Regions from separate parts of the Mus musculus genome. Here all the other regions are linked to region 1. Evidence: chromatin contacts called from public promoter capture Hi-C data. All regions are on one chromosome and are shown on one strand. The core of a region is the stretch at or near the end of the contact, and the rest is flanking DNA. Distances in the headings are between cores, read along the strand shown. Region 1 holds the start of Sycp2 (synaptonemal complex protein 2). Region 2 overlaps Cdh4 (cadherin 4). Region 3 overlaps Taf4 (TATA-box binding protein associated factor 4). Region 4 holds the start of 4930591A17Rik (RIKEN cDNA 4930591A17 gene).

Region 1 (4,735 bases), core at 158-2,657:
TGCAGTTAAAGTATATCAATGAAATTGAAATCCATAACATTTTATTTCATTTCCAATTTGAAAATGTGATTTAAAACAGTTGACACTTAAAATATATTGTAGACATCTCGTGTATCGTTTCCTTGGGGCCAGCAGCTGTTCAGTGCAACCCTGTGATAATGTTTCACAACTAAAACAATTGGAAGTAATGCAATTTCCCCCAAGTGCTCTGAGCCATCTACACACAGCACAGAATAATTATGGCCAAAAAATATATTATGCTAGCCAGATGGTTCTATTTTCTAGTCTTCCTTTGTACAAAGGAGCCAACCAAGGAAAAGGAAATTTTAGTATCTATATAGTTGGATTTTTAAAGGTGGGGGGGGAGATAACCTGGTTACATACGCACTCAGCACATTACATGAATGCTGACTTCAACAAAGCTTTCAAAACCAGTTCTTTTGTGCTACCTGTCAAATAAGCCAACCATGTACAAGTCAAAGGGGAAGCTAAACAAAGCTTTTTCCTGCCCTGGGGAAGACTTTTAAAAGTTCGTTATGGCGCTCATAAATGAACCAGGAAAGGAAGCACCGAACTTTTCCCAAACAGGCTTGGGTCCAACTAGCAGGCTTTCAGCATGGCCCGATGATTATAGGACGACTGATCCCAGAGCAACTCAGAAGTAGGGAGACACAAGGGACATTGCAGAACACCCATGAGTTAAGCCAACACTCAAGCACATGCGCACAAAGCTTGCACACGTGAGCAGGCTTTGCACATGCGCGCGCAGTCCCCTGACAAAGCTGGGGGAGGGAGGTGGGTCCTCATCCGGGCTGAGGGACCGGACCCACATGGCCTTCCAGGTACTAGAGGCCAACCAAGAGCGCCGAGGAAGCCCCTGAGGCCAAGCCCCTGGTGCCCGCCCCGCCCCCAGCACACACACTGCGCATGCTTAGGGACTTGGGGACTCCGTCAGGACTAAACTGAGGCCTCCCCCGACTCCAGGCGCAGCCACGTGGTCACGCTCTTTACCACAGCCCAGGCCGCCGGGGCCTCGCGCCTCACAAACTCCTCACAAACTCCTCCCTGTATGGTTGCCCTGGATTGGCGTGACCAGTGCCGCCCACACCGCGTGTCCTCATCACGGCCACCCCGCTGACCTGCCCCACCTACAGCGCAGCACACCGCAACCTGGCAACCGCCTCCGCCCGCAAGGGCCGTCGAGTAATGGCGCCTCCTCGCCTCCCGGGCGCCAACGGAAAGTGGGAAGCGCTCGCCCAATCAGAGCCAGCCAGCCACCCAGGCCACGCCCCTTACCCGCAGACACTTTAGGCTGTGGGCGCACACGCAGCGCTTCTGGGAAGGGTCGGTCGGTTGCCCCACTTCCGATGACCCCTGCCCTGTCCACGATGGGTCAGCCGGAAGTGATGGAAAGCAGTCTGTAGGGCTCTCCAGCTGCTTTCCTATTCTGAGCCCCGCCCAGAGTGGTGATGCTGCGCTGGGGAACCGCCTGCCAGCAGGGGGCGCTGTGCCGTGCCAGTTCCACCTAGGGAGGAAACATGGCGGTTAGGAGAACCTGCAGTCACTGTGGGACTCCACCACCCCTCAACTAGGCAATCCTCATGCCCAGGCCATAGGGGAGTGCTGTGGCGCCTCCATTTTCCCTGTGCCCTAAATTTATAACATGGTGGCCCCGTCTTTTGACAAATTTCACCATCATGCACGATGCTGCCTGCTTTGCATTGCCGTGACAGACAATAACTGCTTTATTCAACCCTTCGGTTATCCTATGATCTAGTGGAAACTCCATGGCTTCACGTGAAGAGAGTTAAATATTGATATAGGTGGTGCCAAATCAAAGTTTAAAATGGTATTTATTATTAGTATCTTTATTTTTTATCTAAAAAGGCAATGGTTGTTTAAAAATACATAAAGCAGATGATTTTGCTAGTGTGCCCCTCAGTTGTGGTTGGTATGCATCCTTAGCTGTTCCTGGGGCATGAGATCTAATGTCTACTTACCCCACATAGAGCTCCAATGACAGCCCAAAGGCAGGGTTCCACCCATGTCTAGCTTAAATAACAGACCTTGCCCGGCTTCCTTACAGGATGCAAGTGACATCGAAGCGGCCGTATCACCGGATAACCTAAGCCCAGCATGGATGATTAATGATGGCTTCCCCATAGTTGTACCAGCAGAGATGCTACACTCCCTGAGGCACCCTTCCACCCCTTATATACCCTAGCAGCACCCAAGCCGACGAGCCAAGTGCAATTACCGCAGAATTACATCTAGCTGGAGAGGGAGAGAATCAGCTGACAGCCCAGTGACCACTGCACCCAATTCTTTGAAGGAATGTCAATAGTCAACAGGTCAATGTTTCTCAAGTCATAACAATAGTAACAGCTGCTCTCATGAAGATGACAGCTGTGATGCTCAGTGGCCAGCACCCCTTTCTGATTTAATTATGCTTTGGAATGTGCTTGAAAAAAGTGTGTGTGTATGTTTGTGTGTGTGTGTTCAAATCACAGAATAAAACCTACAGCGTTTCTACCTTTGGCTTAGCTAGAATTACAAACATCATTCCAACTTTGTGCCTTGTTAAACTGAATTTTGAACCCACTCCTCACTGAACTGAGAGTCTCATGCATGCCAGACAAGTGGTCTACCATTGATTTATATTTCCAGCTTTCTTTATACTTTCTGAGACAGGATCTAAGGTGCTCAGGTGGGCAACTTGAACTTGAGATCCTCCTGCCTCAGTTTCCTGAATGGCTGGAATTACAGGTCCAAGGAGATCCTAATTAAAACAAAACAAAAAAAATGTAAAACAACCTGAACAGTTGACAGGCTTTTAGAGGGTGTTTCAGATAATTAGTTTTCAATGATTTTTTTGAATGACTTAAGTACTAACAGTATATAATACAACATGTAAGATCAGAGTGTGTCAACCTCATCACCAGAGACTTACATCATCATCTTCACACTGGGCTTTCTTGTAATAGACTTACCATCCTCCATGATGCAATCTAGTGATTTCTCAACTAGCTGCTTGTTATAGAGACAAAAAAAAAAAAAAAAAAAACCAAAAAACAAAAAAACAAAAAACAAAAACAAAACAAAAAAAACCGTGTCTTTAAACAGTAACATGAATAAACAAAGTATCTAAGTCAATTTGTCAATTTGACACAAACCTAGATGTTATCTGGGAAGAGGGAATCTTAATTGATAAAAGCCTCCAGAAGATGGTCCCCTAGGCAAGCCTTCAGGGTATTAATTAACAATTGATATAGAAGGGCTTTGCTCACTGCAGGCAATGTCTCTCCCTCCCCAAGATCCTGGGGTGGGTAAGAAGGCAGCCTCAGTAAGCTGCTGGGGCAGGGAGGAGAAAGTCAGTAAGCAGTACTCCTCTATGGCTTTTGCTTCTGGCCCTACCTTGAATTCCTGCCCTGACTTCCTTCAGTGACTGACTGAGGAAAGAGACCTTTTCCTCTCAGAGCGTCTTTTGGTCACTTTGCTTTATTGCAGTAATAGAAAAGTAAGACAACTCATTGAATCTTACCCGAACTGTTTGTTTTTATTTAAAGGCTCGAGACCATAGAGTTTGAAAGAAAACCTTATCAGTCATTATCAAAATCTGGTTTCCAGTCACGAATTTTTTTTCTGCAGTGCCAAAGATTAAACCTCTTGCCTTGTGTTAGTCAAGCTAAGAGCTGTATCTTTCAACGCTTTTCACGTGCATTGTTTAAGTGCTTATTGGAAACAAGCTGTGGGCCATCTCTCCTGGCAGAGTGCATGGAGCTGGATAGTCAGTTGACTGTTAAATTTGAGGTGAGCTGGCTGTGGAACTCACCTTTCTGAGCCTCACTGTTTTCAGCTAAGAAAATGTGGGTTATTATCAACTGGACAGCATGACTGATTGACTCCCAACACACCAAAAATCTCAAATCTTGGCCGAGCAAATAAGACAGGGCACACTGAATGCTAGTTTTCTTCTTTCACAATGTGTAAGAGTTTGTACTCTGCTGAAAGTCACAGTGTAAGCTGGGCTCCACAGGAGTCACAGAGGACTATAAAAAAATAAAATAAAATTATCACTGCCCTAAACTCTGACCTATAGCGTAATTAAGATACTTTAGTTTTTATAAGCACACACTATTGTACAGGACTTCTTCCAAGCCATGGAACCTGGCTGCGTTCATGAGTTTGGCTGGCCTGCTTGCCAGAAACCATCATAGCTGGGCTTCTTGATGGTTGACCTTTTCTCTTGGAAGGAGGGGGTGGGAGGGGCGATAGGAGCTTCCCCTGAGTGCAGCCGGCCTCCCAACCCAACCAGTCATCAATGCAGTTCTGTTCCAATTGCAATGGTCTCTGAGTCACTGTAAAGGGATAGACCCGTGGGTCACAATCCCAGAGGTTACGGATATCCTGCATATCAGATATATTTACATTACAACTCCTAACGGTAGCAAAATTAAAGGTATGAAACAGTAACGAAATCTTTTTATGGTCAAGGGTCACCACAACATAAGAAACTGTATTAAAGGTTGGAAGCATTGGGGAGATGAAGAACCACTGGGGGAAAGGGTAAGGGCGGGAAGGGTTATGGGAGTGCACTCTCTCTGCACAGCCCTGGGGAAGTCTTCATCACTGCTGGGTGCAGACCATTCACTGTGGCTGCATTAGGTCCCACTACTCCTTCCTGTAGCCCCTTACCCATTGTCCCCAAATAAGCCTAACGAACTCACTGGTCCCC
Region 2 (5,010 bases), core at 1,673-4,172, 1.2 Mb after region 1:
GTTGTGGTCTAAAATGATGCCAGGCTGCCAGGCTTGTTAGTCTGAACTGCTGACTTAACACAACCTAAACTCACCTGGGAAGAGAGTCTGGATGAAGAGGTCTCTAAATTGAGTTGGTCTGTGGGCATGTCTGTGGGGTGATCGTCTTGTTAGTTAATTGATGTAAAAAGGCCTAGCCCACTGTGGGCAGCACCATTCCTTAGGCTGCGGATCTTGAATAGTGTAAGTAGGAAGAAAACTAACTGAGAACAAGCAGCCCCACTGCGTACATTCATATCTCTCTGCTCTTTCTTTACTGGGGATGTGATGTGACCAGCTGTGTGAGTTCTTGCCTTGTGACTTACTTCAGTGATGGCATTAAAAAGCAGTGTTAGCCTGAATAAACCCTTTCTCCCCTAAGTTGCTTTCTGTCCTGATATTTTTATCACAGCCTCAGAAATGGAACTAGAACAGCCACCATCCTAGCTATCCTGTTACACATGTGATCCACAAGCCACAGGTTGAACATACCTGCTAGAACAAGCCGATCTCCAGTTACTGATGCTGGTATCCATGGTTACTTCACCTCCCCAGTGTCAAAGATCACACCAGGCGGTATTGCCTAGAATTAACTCACCTGGGAGCTTCATCTTGGATAGTGGCCCAGGTCAGGACTGGCCTGCCTCTCGTACCTGCTTAGTTTCACTGAATGAGCCTCATTAGATTTTGCATGATCTAATTTAGCCAGGCTCTATGAAGACATTGTACAAGCCAGTCCCCTCTCTGCGCTATTTGAGAGAATAATACATCCATAGGAGAATTCATTTGCAACTCTAAGCCCCCAGTTAAAGATACCTCCAGGGACCAACGTGGGTAATTTGTAGAGCATTCCGATCCATTTATGAGATAGATTGCAGCTTGCAGCGAGTGGTGAGGCCCCAATCGGGCTGCTTCAGAGAAGGCAACCGTGTAACCCAGCTCTCCTCTGGGAAGGGGCGGAAACATCAGGGAACTCTAAGCAGCAAAAGCTACACTGCAAATTGCTTTCATGGCTCCGGTCCTGGGAGCAGGTACCTGCCTTGCGTTCATCTAAGCACATTAGCGAACTTCATAAAGCCTTAAGTGGCACAAAGGACACTTCATTGCCAGTCCCAGCTCCACCTCCTCTGTCACATATGGGCTCTCTCCTGGGTGTAACAGCAGGTAGAGTACACTGGGCCAAGCTGCAACTGGTGAGTCCTGGCCAGCAACTTGGGGAGGACCCCTGTGAAGTTTAAGAGCTTTCTTATCAGCCTACCTCCCCCACTTGTGTCTCTCCCCCCTGCTAGCTTCCTGCCATAAAGTCCTCACACCTATTAGTGGTCAGCCTGTGCATTGTTTATAACTTGGGCTTCCTTGGTGATGTGTGACAGCCAGCAGTCAGGACTTTCACTCCTTCCTCAGAGCACAGACCCTGCCGGCTGCAGCTGTTGCCACCCCTCACATTGTGCCCTGCACTCAGGTCAGGTGGTGGGGAACATGGGGTTTTCCTTCTGAGGCCACAGAGCTGGGAATCAGTGAGTGAGTTCTCTGCTAACTGTAATCCACCAGGCACAGATGATCCCTGCATACAGTGAGCGATTCACATCATCATATCCACTCACTGCACAGAACACTGGGGCTCTCCAGAGCAGCATGGGCGACTCTAGAGAAGCCCCTAGAAGGCAGGAGAAGGAGCTTTGGACCCAATGGGGATGCAGGAAGGCTCGTATCTAAGGCTCCCCACTCAGGACTTCAGATCACCTGCCCCGGTAGGTGCACCTTGGCTCCTAGGTGCTGACCAGCCAGCTCCCCTGCACTTAGAGCTCCCAGCAAGTTGCACAGAAGCGTGAGGGCATATTAACAGGAAAAGTAAACACAGTGTGAGCAGAGCAGGATCCACAGCTCTGGGGGCTTGCCCTTGTCACGGTCAGTTCCGTAGTAATATTGCTGTCTCTGGCTCCTGAGAAGTCTCCTGTAACTCAGGTGGCTTTTTTTGCCCTGCAGGAATGGCTGCTAAGCCTTCATTCACATGGATTTGACCTTCCTTGTGGAGCCTCCTTACAAGATGAATTCTCAGCTCCCAGAAGCCTGCGCATTCTCTGGGAAGCTACCAGAGGGGTCCCTAATCTTTAGGACATGTCCACAGGTGTCATGAACAGGCTTTGAGAAAGCTAGCTGCCCTGGTGGTGTGAGCCCTGTATCTGTTGTCTCTGTGCTGGCTCCGAGGAGGATGGACCCTCACCTCTGAGTCTCTGGAGTCCTTCTAGCTAGGCATGATGTGGATACAGCTCGACCTTCCTCTGTGTTCCCCACCCTTATCCCAGCTCATCCAACCCCGTCCCTCCAGGGGCCTTAGCGGGTGCTGTTCCTTGTGTCTGAGGACCCTTCCATGGCTGGCCAACCCTTCCTGTCCTTCCTATCTCAGCTCCCACGTCACCCAGCCCTGGAGATCACTTACCACGTCAGCTGTGGCCTGCTTTCCACTTCCTCCAGCCCCTGGCACTCTACAGGGGAAGCAACCAAGGTCTCGGAAGTCACCTCTACTTCTGAGGGCACACACTAATCTTGGGGCCACCCTCACTTCCAAACAGCGGGCTGCAAACTCTGGAGTTCCCACAGCTCTCCTGGGATGGTTATTTCGTAGAACTTGTGTGAGAACTCAGGACCACACTAGCTAGACTCACTGTTTGAATCACCTGTGTGTGTAGGGTTAGGTTTGCACAGGAGGGCGGTGGCTTTACGGGCTTCCTGTACTTCCTTCTTTGTTTGCCAGGGGGCTCCAATGGACCTTGGCGTTCAGAGTTCCCAGACGCTCCATATAGTCAAGATTGGTTAGCTTTCTGGATTGGGTGGAATGGAATCTCAGCCTTTGGAGCCAGGCTGGCACAGTCTCCAGCTGCCTGCCTGGGGTTAGTCTTCCTGTGCCCAACCCCCATTACAAAACCCATAGGGGGCTAACAGTGAGTCACCTCATTAGCATAACAAAGGCACTCCCACTTCTCAGGAAATCTCAAGAGTTTGAAGAAGCTCCTGCCAGGACCCAGGAACAGAGAGCAAATTCTTCAGGACACAACAGGAGAGCTGTTTCTTTGCCTGCCCTAGAGAACGCAGGAAGGATCCTGGCCCTCTCTGCCCACTTCTGTGTGTGCATAGGCCTCCATACACACATGTGCGCTCTCTCTCTCTCTCTCTCTCTCTCTCTCTCTCTCTCTCTCTCACACACACACACACACACACACACACACATGCTTATATACATGCACACATTTAACACAAGCACACCAGGCCTACATTTATAGATATTTGCATGTTTACATGGATTAAAGTGTAACTACTTACATACATACACATGTGCACAGACTACATACTTTGCTTGCATGCAGTGCCTACATTCATGTGTGGTTCTGTGCTCATATGTATTTGTGTTCCAACTTGCACGCTCTGTGCTCATATGCGTTTGTGTTCCAACTTGCACGCTCGCATATTCCTGCTCCTGTGTGTGTTCCTCCTTGCTTGTCATACCCGAATTTTACCGTGAATTTATTTACCACGAATTTATGCATCCATGCCCAGTGGCAGACAGACACATGGAGCCTGTCACAGGCTCCCTAATTCCAGCGTTCAAAGGAGGCAGCCAGCGGGCCAGCAGTAGACAGGTCACACAGCCAGCAAGCTATATCTGCACTGTCTGTCCCAGGTAGCTCACAGGCCCTGCCCTTTTTTACTTATTTGTTTGATTTTTAGACAGAGTCTCACCCTGCACCCCAGACTGACTTGACACTCACTATGTAATCCAAGCATGTCTGTGACTTACAGCAATCCTCCTGCCTCAGCTTTTCATGCACTAGGTTTACAGGCATGCACCACCACACCCAGCAATTTTTGGCTCTCTCTTGGATGCTTTTCCAGCAGGGAAATGGCTGTTCAGAATCCCAGGCCCAAGGAAGAAACCTGTCTATTTACCTTCGAGTACTTTTTTCCCTTCCTGGCATATGTTATTTTCCTCTGGCAAGATACCTGTTTTCTTTGGAACGGTGTTCACAATGATAGCATTTAGTCACAGAAATAGCAGCTGTCCTCCTTACCAGTGACACAGCAAAAAACCGCAGTGGCTCGGGGAGCACCCGTCTCCCTCCCCCAGGCTCAGGACATCCTCATATTGGGCACTGATTACTAAATAAGATGTGTAGGCTCCAGTCATTCCACCCGAGAGGGGCTGCAATCAGACCTTCAGCAGCATGGATCTTCCAAGAAGAGAGATGCGCCTTTTCAAACTGGCTCTTCTGCACGGAGGGAAAAAGGGCCAGACAGCTGTGCTGGGCTCTCCAGTTGAAGTTCTCAGCTTCCACTGTGAAACTTAGTGAATGCCATTTAAAAGAGACTAAATCTCCAGATGCCCCCTGACCCCCTGATCCCTCCACCCTCCCCACCATGTATCTCACCCTTTTGTTGATTCACCCTGAACACTTAGGGTCTGTGGCCTCCTCCTCGGATGACTGATGATTCGATATGCAAGGCCTGGGGGCCATACTTCATCAAACCACAACAGACAGAGAGGTAAGACAGTGACCAAGCCACAGATGACTCACGGCAGTGGCTCACCAAGCCTGGGCTAGGTCCTTCCACGATTCAATTCCCAGCAACCACATGGTGGCTCACAACCATCTGTAATGGGATCTGATGCCCTCTTCTGGTGTGTCTGAAGACAGCTACAGTGTACTCGTACATTTTTTTTAAAAAGCAATAAAAATACCAATTACAAATGGTAAGATGGCTCAGTGTTAAGGTAAAGGCTTCACTGTCAAGCCTAAGGGCCTAAGTTCCATCCCTGGAACCCACACACTGGAGCGCACACACATGCACACAAGCAAATAAAATAATATGTAACAATAACACTATCATAAATATCAGTAAACCCACCAGGATGAAAACGGGGCTCCCCCAAAGAAATCCAAATTAGAAGCTGAAAACCAAGCAGCGTGCAGTTGGCAGCTTGCTTCTGAGCTTGCT
Region 3 (5,038 bases), core at 1,320-3,819, 1.5 Mb after region 1:
CTCCCCTCAAGGCTTAGTGATCAACCCAGAAGGAGGAGGTGTAAAGACTCTAAGAGCCAAGAGACTGTGGAAGACCGCTAGGAAACTGTTTTCTAGATATGAAAGGCCCTTGCACATATAAACTCAAAGCAGCTATGGCTGCATATTCAACATCTGCTAAGATCAAGCCCATTAAAATCCCAGCATAGGAGAGGAAGGGAGAAATGGCTCCGTGATTAAGAACACTTCCTCTTCCAGAGGACCTAGGTTCAGTTCCTAGCAACCACATAATGGCTGACATCAGTTTCAGGGGATCCAACACCCTCTTCTGGTCTTCAGGGACACAAGGCACGCTCATGGTATACAGACATACATGCAGGCAAAACACCCACACACAGGAAACAAAGTTGTTGTGGTGTTTTGTTTGTATTGTTTGTAAGTCTAGCATGGATAGGAAGGGGCTCCAAGCTGTTTCTCCAAGGTCGCAGCCCTGGATAGGCTGCTCATGCTCCGGTCGATAGTCCTGTACCCATGCACGAAACCTGCAGCACCGACAGACTAAGAGGCATTTTTGTTGTTGTTGTTTTTGTTTTTAAATGCACAGAATTGGAAGGGAGATGTTGGGTCTCAAAGGAGTTGGGAGATGGGCAGGAGGGTGGATTTTATCAAAACATGCTATATATATGTGTGATGATTTAAAAAGATAAAGAAAAATACATGCTTACACCTGAGGGAAAAAAAAAGTCTTAGGAAAACTATAGTGCAAATCCAAGATAGTGCCACTGATTATGTCAGAACCCATCCCCGTGCTCTATATGAATCCCTTCCTCACCTGCACAGACTAAAGAAGCATTCTCATGTGTCTTTACAACACATACGTGATATGTGTGTGTGTGTGTGTTAAATATATATACATGTGTATTTTATATGTATGTATGTGTGCCATATGTATGTATCAAGTGTACACATGTGTGTTATGTTGTATATGCCCTGTATATGTGTGCCATATATATGTATATGTGTGTGTTATATGTATATATGTATGCATTATATATTGTGTGTCATATATATATTTTATATATATGTATATATATATATATCATATATGTGTATGTGCCATATACACACACATTGTATGTATGTATTGTGACATATATACATGTGTGTTGTATGTATGTCATGTGTGCATGTGTGCCATATATGTGTCATATATATGTATGTATTATATGTATATATGTATGCTTGGCATATATATGTGCCATATATACACATGTGTGTTATATGTATATGTCTCATACATACATGTGCCAAATATGTGTATATGTGTCATATATATATACATACACGTGTTGTATGTATGTATATTTGCCGTGTGCGTGTGTGTGTGTGTGTGTGTGTGTGTGTGTGTGTGTGCATGCATGCTCGTGCCCGCCTCTCCCCTTGTGGCTTTCTAACTGAAATCTCAAAGGATACAATAACTTACAACAAGGTTTAAAGATAAAAGTTTAAACTGTATGTAGCTAACACTTAAATCCTAAGTTTGTTTTTTTAAGGTTTAGTTGCATTCCTCATGCATGTTCTGGCCTATATTTCTCTAAACTCTTTTGGGGGATGGGGGGAGGGGGACAGACAAGGTTTCTCTGTGTAGCCTTGGCTGTCCTGGAACTCACTCTGAAGACCAGGCTGCCCTTGAGTGCTGGGATTAAAGGTGTGCACCACCACTCCCAGCTCCCTCCAACTGTTAAAGTACAAGAATGACTCCTGAGAGGGACTAAGAGTAAGCAAATATATGCTATATATTTAAAGTTTCACCTAGGAGACTGAAGCAGGAGAATTTCTGGAGCCCATGAGTTTAGGGCAAGGGTAACACAGTGAGGCTGCCTTGGGGGGGGGGGGGGTTATCATCTAAAGGCCTTACTTATGTCTGGTGGAAAGAGCTAATACAGAATTACACATCAGCAGAAACTCTATCATGACCAGGCCTTGAAATGGGAAGAGCCTCAGAGGCGGTGTCACACCATAGGCAGCATGATTGGGCCTTGGAGAGAGAGAACACCTTCCCTTCAAACCCCACGAACAAAGCAGCTTCCTGTTTTTTTATAGGCTTTTAGAGGGTGGGAACAACATTCATACCACACGATCTATACTAACTCTAGGAAAAACAGGGCAACAGGGAGAGAAGGAGGGAAGCCAGAGGAAAGGGGAGAGGGAGAGAGGAGGGCTGAGATCATGCAGACCACTGCACAAGGTGTGAGAGGGTCTGAGCCGCAGGGGCCTGGCTGCCTGCCTGCCCACCCAGGGAGGGAGACAGGCAGCTAGAAGGTCTAGCTAGAAGTATCTAATAGATACTAACCATGTAATGTATACAATTCAGGGAATTTAAAAATCACGTTGACAAGGGTAATGGCTTGCACAAACCTCATAAATGAAGTCACTGAGCAATGTGCGTAAATTAATTTTATCACAACGATTAAATGAAATCAAGTAGCAGTCCCACAACTGGCCATTTCCGGGACAAGCCAGTCCTGGGTGGCAGCAGCCGGGGCCTCACCTGGCTGCAGCTGGTTCAGTTGGATCTGCTGTGGTGTGGTGAGCATGATCCGGTTGTGAGGCTGCCGCAATGCGACCATGGGTGTCTGCGTCAAGGTCACCTGCGGGGGCCGGATCAAGGCTCCAGGCTTCGGGGGCTGCTGGATCACCTGGGGCACAGCCAGCATAGTGCATGAGCACACACATCCTAGGGGCCACCGCACTGACCCATGAAGCCAGCTATTTGCTTCATTGGCGCTACCCCAACCTTGCCCTGCCAGAAGCTCCAGGAAGTCCAGATGTACACCTCATTCCACATCTAAAAAAGCCTGGCCCAACAAGTCTCCAACAAGCCTCTGCACACAGCTTCAAAAGATTTAGACAAAGACAGAATGGTGCCACACCAGGCCACAATACAGCAGAGCAAGTACACGGAGCACATGAAACTCAGGACCCCACACATAGCCTAGAGGGCAGCAGCAAAACAAAGTTTACCGAGCTCAGGCCCCACAAGGAACATGGATTTCCCAGCCTGTCAGCAGACTGACACTGTTACCTGATGGACATACGTCAAATGACTTATTTCTATTCTAAATTCTGTTTAAGGTCAGATTATTTTTCTACTGGAGTGAAGATGGCTCTCCAAGTCCTACCCTGAACTTGGTTCTCTGTCCAAACACAGCCTGTCCACCTCAGAACCATGCATAGCCCAAGGGTGGTTGGTCCACACTGCAGGGCCTGCTCAGCTCTGCTGTCCTGCGTACAGCCTTGGCCCACAGGAAGCTCCCTGATGGCCCGACCATAAATCTCTGAGCTAAGAGCTTCCCTGGAAGAATTCTAGTTTATATAAAGGAGCCTTTTTGTGTGGCTGGTGGTGTACACAGTATCACAGTGTCTGCAGGGTTCTGAAACCCTTCTAGGATTTGAACTCCAACTCTGCTTTAAAAAAAAATGGTGGCTGTGTTTTCATTGAGCAACACATGTAACAGGACACTTGTAAAGGGCTGAGGTTGAGGCCTGCACCAGAACTGTTTTTGCAACAGAACACGGTGCTCACACCAGACAAGATGGGCAAGCCCACAGCAACTCAGGCCAGGGCTTTACACTGAGAAGCCATTAAATGGAGATACAGAAAAGTGGCTCACTTCCATGGGTTCTGAGATCCCCTGGCCTCAGGCCCAAGTTTGCATGAAGTTGACCTATCTGCCTCAGCTGTACACAAAGGTATAAGCAGAGACTGGGGTATAAGAGGGGGGTCAAGACAGCACACAGCAGTGACCAGGTGGCTGAACACACCATGTTCCCATATGTGAAAAGAAAAGTCACTGTTCTAGTATAACATGTGACACCGATTAAACAGCCTGACGGAGTAACTGATGGAAGAGGGTTATTTGGCTTACAATTCCTGGTCACAGTTTATCCCTGCAGGGAAGTCACAGAGGCAACAACTGAGACTAGTCACAGCACATCTACAGTCAAGAGAAACAAATGTAGCCATGTTGCCTGTCTGTGCCCTTCTGTGCAGTTAGCTTTCTGTGCCACCAACAATCAGGGTTAAGTCTTCCTACATCAGTCAAAAATCCAAGACATTCCCCACAGGCACACCTACATGCCATTCTGATCTAGATAATTTCTCATTAAGAACGCTCTTCCCAGATGATTCTACGTTATTCCAAATTGACAGTTAAAACCAACCCAATGGAAATGGCTCTGCACGCAATCTAGCACTCAAGGCTACAACTGACAGAACCAGGACTGGAGGTGAGACCCTCACAGAGAGGGCATGCTCTTCCACAGAACTGCCTTCTGGGTAAATCAGGGTGCTGACTGCTCAGGTCCCTCCTGAAACCATGTGAAAGCAAAGGACACAGGAACATCTGCCCACTGAGAAAACCTGCTCAGGTGTGGTCCTTCAGCCTGCTCTCAACTCTTCTCACTACCAACAGAGTAAAGACAAAAGCAAGCTCTAACAGGCCAGCCAGCACCCAGGAGTCTGGCCTCCATAACACCCACCCTGCAGACAGCACTGTACCACCTACAACTACTCATTCCTAAGCTGCATTTACAACAATTCCAATCGTCTGTCATCCACACCACCCAGAGCTGGGAATTAAACCTAAGACCTCATAAATGCTCTGCAACACAGTACTATACAGCCCCTTTCAAGTTTGCCTTTCATGTGTGGTGAGGCTATGCTGTTTACGGCAGGTGTACACATACTCTGAGTGCAACTCACAGTGAAGAGCCATCCTGCCTCTGGTGAAGGAATGCAAATCAGACAAAGCCAGACCCACCTGCCAGCAGCCCTCCGCTTGCCCTGAGCACCACTGTCGTCAGCCTACTCTATCCCAGGAAGGCAAAAGCCTGACCAACCCATCTCCTCCCAATCCCAGGTTTGAACATTCAGGCGTCACTCAAAGCTCTGTGAGAATCCTCCTAAGAGGCCCACTAGACACTGTGTTCCTGTACCAAAAACCCCAACAACAGGTATAGGGCCTGCCAGTAAGTGAGCCAAGAAGTTCACTTCATT
Region 4 (4,764 bases), core at 2,031-4,530, 1.0 Mb after region 1:
AGGAAGGCATGTTTCCCCTTACACTTCCAGGTAATAGAGCATCATCATGTAAGGCAAGGGCAGGAACCTGAGACCAAAATGAAGCAGAGACCATTGAGGAAGGACGTGTACTGGTTTGCCCCTCATGGTTTGCTCAGCTTGCTTTCTTATACAACCCCGGATGAGCATCCCAGGGTTGGTACCACTCATAGTGGGCTGCACACCCCTACATCAATCATCAGTCAAGAAAACACCAGACACTCAGGCTCGCTGCCAGTCTGATGGAGGAAACTCCTTAGTTGAAGTTTTCTCTTCCCAGGCAACTCCATCCTTGTCAGGTTGACAAGACTAACCAGCACAGAATTTCCTGCTGTCTGTATGGGAGGGGGAATTCCCCTTCCCTTCTGCAGTGGTCAGACCAGCACTAGCAAGGACAGCTCAAACCACGTGTAAGGCTGGTGGACGGCCGTACAAGCTCAGCCCACACAGCACTAAAGTCTGGGGCCATGGGTTTCCAGGGCAAATTTTCCCTCCTCTAAATCTAAGTAGACCTCCCCGACCCCATCCACACCCCACACCCCTACCCCCACCACTGTGCACTGTGAACTGTGCAGTGCCCTGAGGGAAGACTCAGCACCTCACCTCATGTGGAGGTAGCCAATATTTGGGCTCCTGTTTCGGGATGGAAGTGTGGCTTGGTTTGCCATTGCTGAGAAGTGGTAAGCTCTTGCCTGTCCCTGCCACTGTGCTGGGTTCCCAGCAGCCATGGGTGCTGTCCTTCATGGAGAATTCACTTTCTCTCTGGGAGCCATGCATTTTAAAGGGATGTTTTTCTCATCAGCATCTGGGGCGGATTTTAGTAGTTTGTCATATCTCACCCATCGCTCTGCCAGAGGCATCCTTTCTAATAGCTGCATAAAATTCCACATTATAAATGTCCCAAATTTTAATCTTTGATGGACAGATAGTCAGTTTGTTTCTGGACTGCTCTGTTTGTTTTTGATACCAAAAGACTCTTGGGCATGCATATTCATGAGTGTGTGCTCTCGTTTCTGAAGGATCGTTCCCACATCAGAGTGTCTGCCTCTAATTTACGTCCACACCCACACATGTGTTTTGGGTAGACACTGACAGTCTCCAGATATATCCTCCTTTCCCCAACTTGTTACTTCTAAATTCTTATACCTACATACCAGCTGTAAGATGGTTGTTATACACACTTGAGTGTGCATGGAGATGAGTACAATGCACACCCCCACACACATAAACACATACAAATGCATATAAATGCACACACAGTAACACACATGCACACACACTTGTACAGTTTTGTACACCATCTAATTGAGCTCTTAGATTCATAGCTATTAGGTCACTTTATTAATAAGCAAATCAATAACATGTCCTTAAAAGCAGACACCATGACTGGGATGGCTATGATGTTAAAATACTTGCTATACAAGCATGAGGAGCAGAGTTCCCGATCCCTTGCCACACCCCCTCAGAAAGCAGTGTAAATCCTGGACAGCTGTGCTGACTTGGCTGCAGTCCCAACCTCAGCAGGAGGAGACCACAATCCCCAGGATGAACTGGTGAACAAGAGTCAGTCTATTGGTTAGATCTATGTTTGATTGAGAGACACTGAGTGACGAATAAGATGGAAGAGCACTCAGCAGTGGTCACTGCTATCAACCTCAGGTACATTCACACACACACACACACATATATATGTATATATATCCATGTACATACATACATAAATTCACACACATATACACACATGAATATATACACACATATAGACATACATATGTACATACATACACACACATATATATACACATATGCATACACACATATATATAGACAGACATATATAAATACATGCATACATACGTATATACACAGGCATATATACACATACACACATATACACACATGAGTACACATACATACACCCATATACACATACATACACACATATGCATACATAATACTCACTTATACATACACATATGTATACACATACATATACCCATATACTCATAAATACATACACACATATACATACATAATACACACCTATATACATACACACCTATATACACACATACAAAAATACACACATACAATATACACACATACAAACACACAGTTACATACAAAATACACACATACATACATATATGCATACACACATATACACATACATATACAATATGCACACATATACACACATGCATATATATATATATATATATATACACACACATACATACATACATACACACATACACACAGAGACACATGCAAACACATGAAAAGCAGGGGGAAAAACAAACGAGCCTTCTCTTGCCCAACGTGACACAGTATCACTCACTGTGCTTCCACCCTGGCGACAGTTATAGGACCCGATCTTATCATCTGAAATTATTTCCATAGTCAATTTTTTCCAATTGTCTCAATAATTCTTTTTATATCTGCTTTAATTTTTAATCCAGGAAAAAAATCCAGGGTAATTAAGGATCAGAAATTCTTTGGGTTGCACGATTCCTTTAATCCCCTCGAATCTGGAATAGCTCCCCAGACTTCGTCTCTATTTTCTGCTAAGGCACTGATCTCCTGGTACATCTGGGTAATTAATTTGCAGACGACCCCTCAATTGTACTTATGTGATCTGATCCTGGATAATCGTGTTCGTGAGGCAATGTCCCCTTACTGCGCAGTCCACTGGGGTTTAAGAAGTCACCAAGTCCTTTGTTCAGTCTCTTGAGCTTGATCACCACTCTGGAGTGTCTGTCAGCCTCCCGGCTTATTAAGTCCTCCTTTGCCCTCAGTAATTAATAAGTAACCATGACACTGGACTTCTCGGTGGTGTAGACAACCTCTCCAGCGGGCTCCTTCATCGCGTGCTGTGAGCATCCATTGATGTCCTTGCCTCAATCAGTTCTGATCACTGTGGCTGGGAAGACTCATTTCATCCCGCTCCTTCAGGGGCCGATAATTCTACACTTTAAAAAAAAAAAAAAAAAAAAAAAAAAAAAAAAAAGCTTTTTCCTGCCTAACTCGTATTTATTTGGTTGTTTAGAAGTTAGTTGTTTGGCAAGGCTGAATGTGGTTATGCACATGGATTTTCGTCCCCCTATTTGATGGGATAAGTTTTCATCTTTCTTCCTATGCTACCGTTGCGTGGAGCCTGGACCACTGGAGTCTCCTTCAGCCAGCTCGGCTGTTCCACTGCCCTTCCTCTGTTCCCAGCATTCCCAGTTTGGTGGTCACATGATCTGCCCCAAAGCCTTCTGGGTCCTGGCTTTACCTTGCAGTTAGGGGATATCCTGGATGCCTCACGGCTTCATTTCCCATGGCGGCCAACACATTGGTCGTTTGTATACCATTCTTCGCTTGACTTTGATGGCTGCATCTCACAGTCCCTCTTCTGCATCCGGCTGAGTTTGGGCCTCTTCAGGTAGGATGGATCTCGCTCTTGTGTGACCTTCCCTGGCACTGTAACAAGCCGCTTCTGGCTTCCTGTTCTTGGAAACTCCACTCACCCCAGTGTCTGAAATGGGGAAAGTGGTTTCCAGTCCAGCACTCAGCCTCTCATGCTTACACGTCACCTTCTTTCTCTGACACCTGCTATCTCTACCAAGTCATTAAATCTGCCCAGCTTGACCCAGAAATGTCTGGAATGTACATTTCCCTCTCCACCTCCCTCTGGCTGCAGCTTTCATCCACACAGTTGCCTGACTTCCTGCTAGAACTTCATGCTAGAATGCATGAGACCCTTGGCAACACTACTTTCTGTCTGGGAGAACTCCTATGCTATTGGAACACCATAGCATCTGCCAAGCTGGTCGTATTCTCTCTAAAGAGGGTAAGCCAAATCAACATGCTGGACTCCATGGGTTATGGGCTGAGAGACCCAACAAGGCTTCTTCATGCTTTTCTCCGTCTTTGTGCCACAGCTGAGGCTCAGCAGTCTAAAGGCAGGGTGCTAAGCTGATCGACCGAAGAGCCGAACATACATGACCTCCAGAATGACCATGTGTGGCTATGTCCCAAGCACACGCCCAGGCTCCTTCTACCACGTTGATACAAACTTAAATTTTGTCTAACTCACCCCAGATCCAGCTGCCACCACACTGCACAGGAATAAAAAAACGTCCCTCTGGGAACCGGCAGGAATTGTGACTCGTGATATATAAATGCAGATGGGTGACATTCTCTCTACTCACCTGAATGAGCTCCCGCATCCCCTGGGCCAGCCACACTGGGACACACACAGAGTAAGTATTCATACAAGTAATGGTACTGAAGCCCCTTCTGAGCATATATACTTGGGACCTTCAACTAATGATTTCCATGTGCCTAATACCAAAGGCATGAAGTCACACTTCCTTTATTTAGTCTGAGTTGATTTTCTTTACACTGTACAAAACGCCTTCCAGACTTGAGGGCTGGGATTTGGAAAACAAACTCTTTTCCTCCCTTCGCTGCCTTCTTGGCCCGATACATTGCATTCACATCCTCTTAACGTGTTCTGGAAGCAGCTCGTGTGGGTGTGTCCACCGTGAAGTCATTTATCTGTTCCGTCTCAGATTGGCACTGACGGCTCACAGTGTCCTGAGCCTTGCTGAGCAGCACCAGGTGTGTTTGTAGCTAGTGAGGATGAAGAAGCACTCCCTTCCACAGGCAGAAGAGTAAAGATGAGGGGCAGGTACCTGGGAGTGGGCACATTATGCTTATGTTGATGATGTCTCCATTGTATATAGACTAATATGTTCT

Evidence for each region. Promoter capture Hi-C pulls out the DNA fragments that hold promoters and counts their contacts.
Region 2: a contact with region 1 is called in a promoter capture Hi-C map of embryonic stem cells, with 3 times the contacts expected there. The contact joins the enhancer-like site here to the promoter of Sycp2 in region 1. A contact is called at or near these places in 4 of 39 promoter capture datasets (embryonic stem cells, hippocampal neurons, liver and 1 more) and 1 of 115 datasets of contacts at active chromatin or transcription factors (forebrain).
Region 3: a promoter capture Hi-C map of embryonic stem cells shows a contact between it and region 1, with 4 times the contacts expected there. The contact joins the enhancer-like site here to the promoter of Sycp2 in region 1. A contact is called at or near these places in 4 of 39 promoter capture datasets (the 3T3-L1 cell line, 3T3-L1-derived adipocytes, embryonic stem cells and 1 more).
Region 4: a promoter capture Hi-C map of the 3T3-L1 cell line shows a contact between it and region 1, with 7 times the contacts expected there. The contact joins the promoter of 4930591A17Rik here to the promoter of Sycp2 in region 1. A contact is called at or near these places in 9 of 39 promoter capture datasets (the 3T3-L1 cell line, cranial neural crest, embryonic stem cells and 5 more).

The regions. Positions count from the first base shown.
Region 1 is chr2:178,406,251-178,410,985 of GRCm38.p6, forward strand. It overlaps Sycp2 (synaptonemal complex protein 2), which reads right to left and starts at 1,408. Exons shown (of 44, transcript NM_177191.3): 1 at 1,297-1,408.
Region 2 is chr2:179,568,464-179,573,473 of GRCm38.p6, forward strand. All of the region lies in intron 2 of Cdh4 (cadherin 4), which reads left to right. Among named protein-coding and RNA genes, the nearest start is that of Gm52541, 49 kb to the left of the region's middle. Within about 2 kb of position 2,923, at least 48 of the 459 cell types and tissues checked have an H3K27ac peak or open chromatin away from gene starts, as enhancers often do. A contact at or near this core is called in embryonic stem cells, where this site is marked.
Region 3 is chr2:179,926,747-179,931,784 of GRCm38.p6, forward strand. It overlaps Taf4 (TATA-box binding protein associated factor 4), which reads right to left. Exons shown (of 15, transcript NM_001081092.1): 8 at 2,531-2,678. Among named protein-coding and RNA genes, the nearest start is that of Taf4, 47 kb to the right of the region's middle. Within about 2 kb of position 2,570, at least 13 of the 459 cell types and tissues checked have an H3K27ac peak or open chromatin away from gene starts, as enhancers often do. A contact at or near this core is called in embryonic stem cells, where this site is marked.
Region 4 is chr2:179,411,656-179,416,419 of GRCm38.p6, forward strand. It overlaps 4930591A17Rik (RIKEN cDNA 4930591A17 gene), which reads left to right and starts at 3,281. Exons shown (of 3, transcript NM_026596.2): 1 at 3,281-3,445; 2 at 4,105-4,265. The coding sequence starts at 4,185.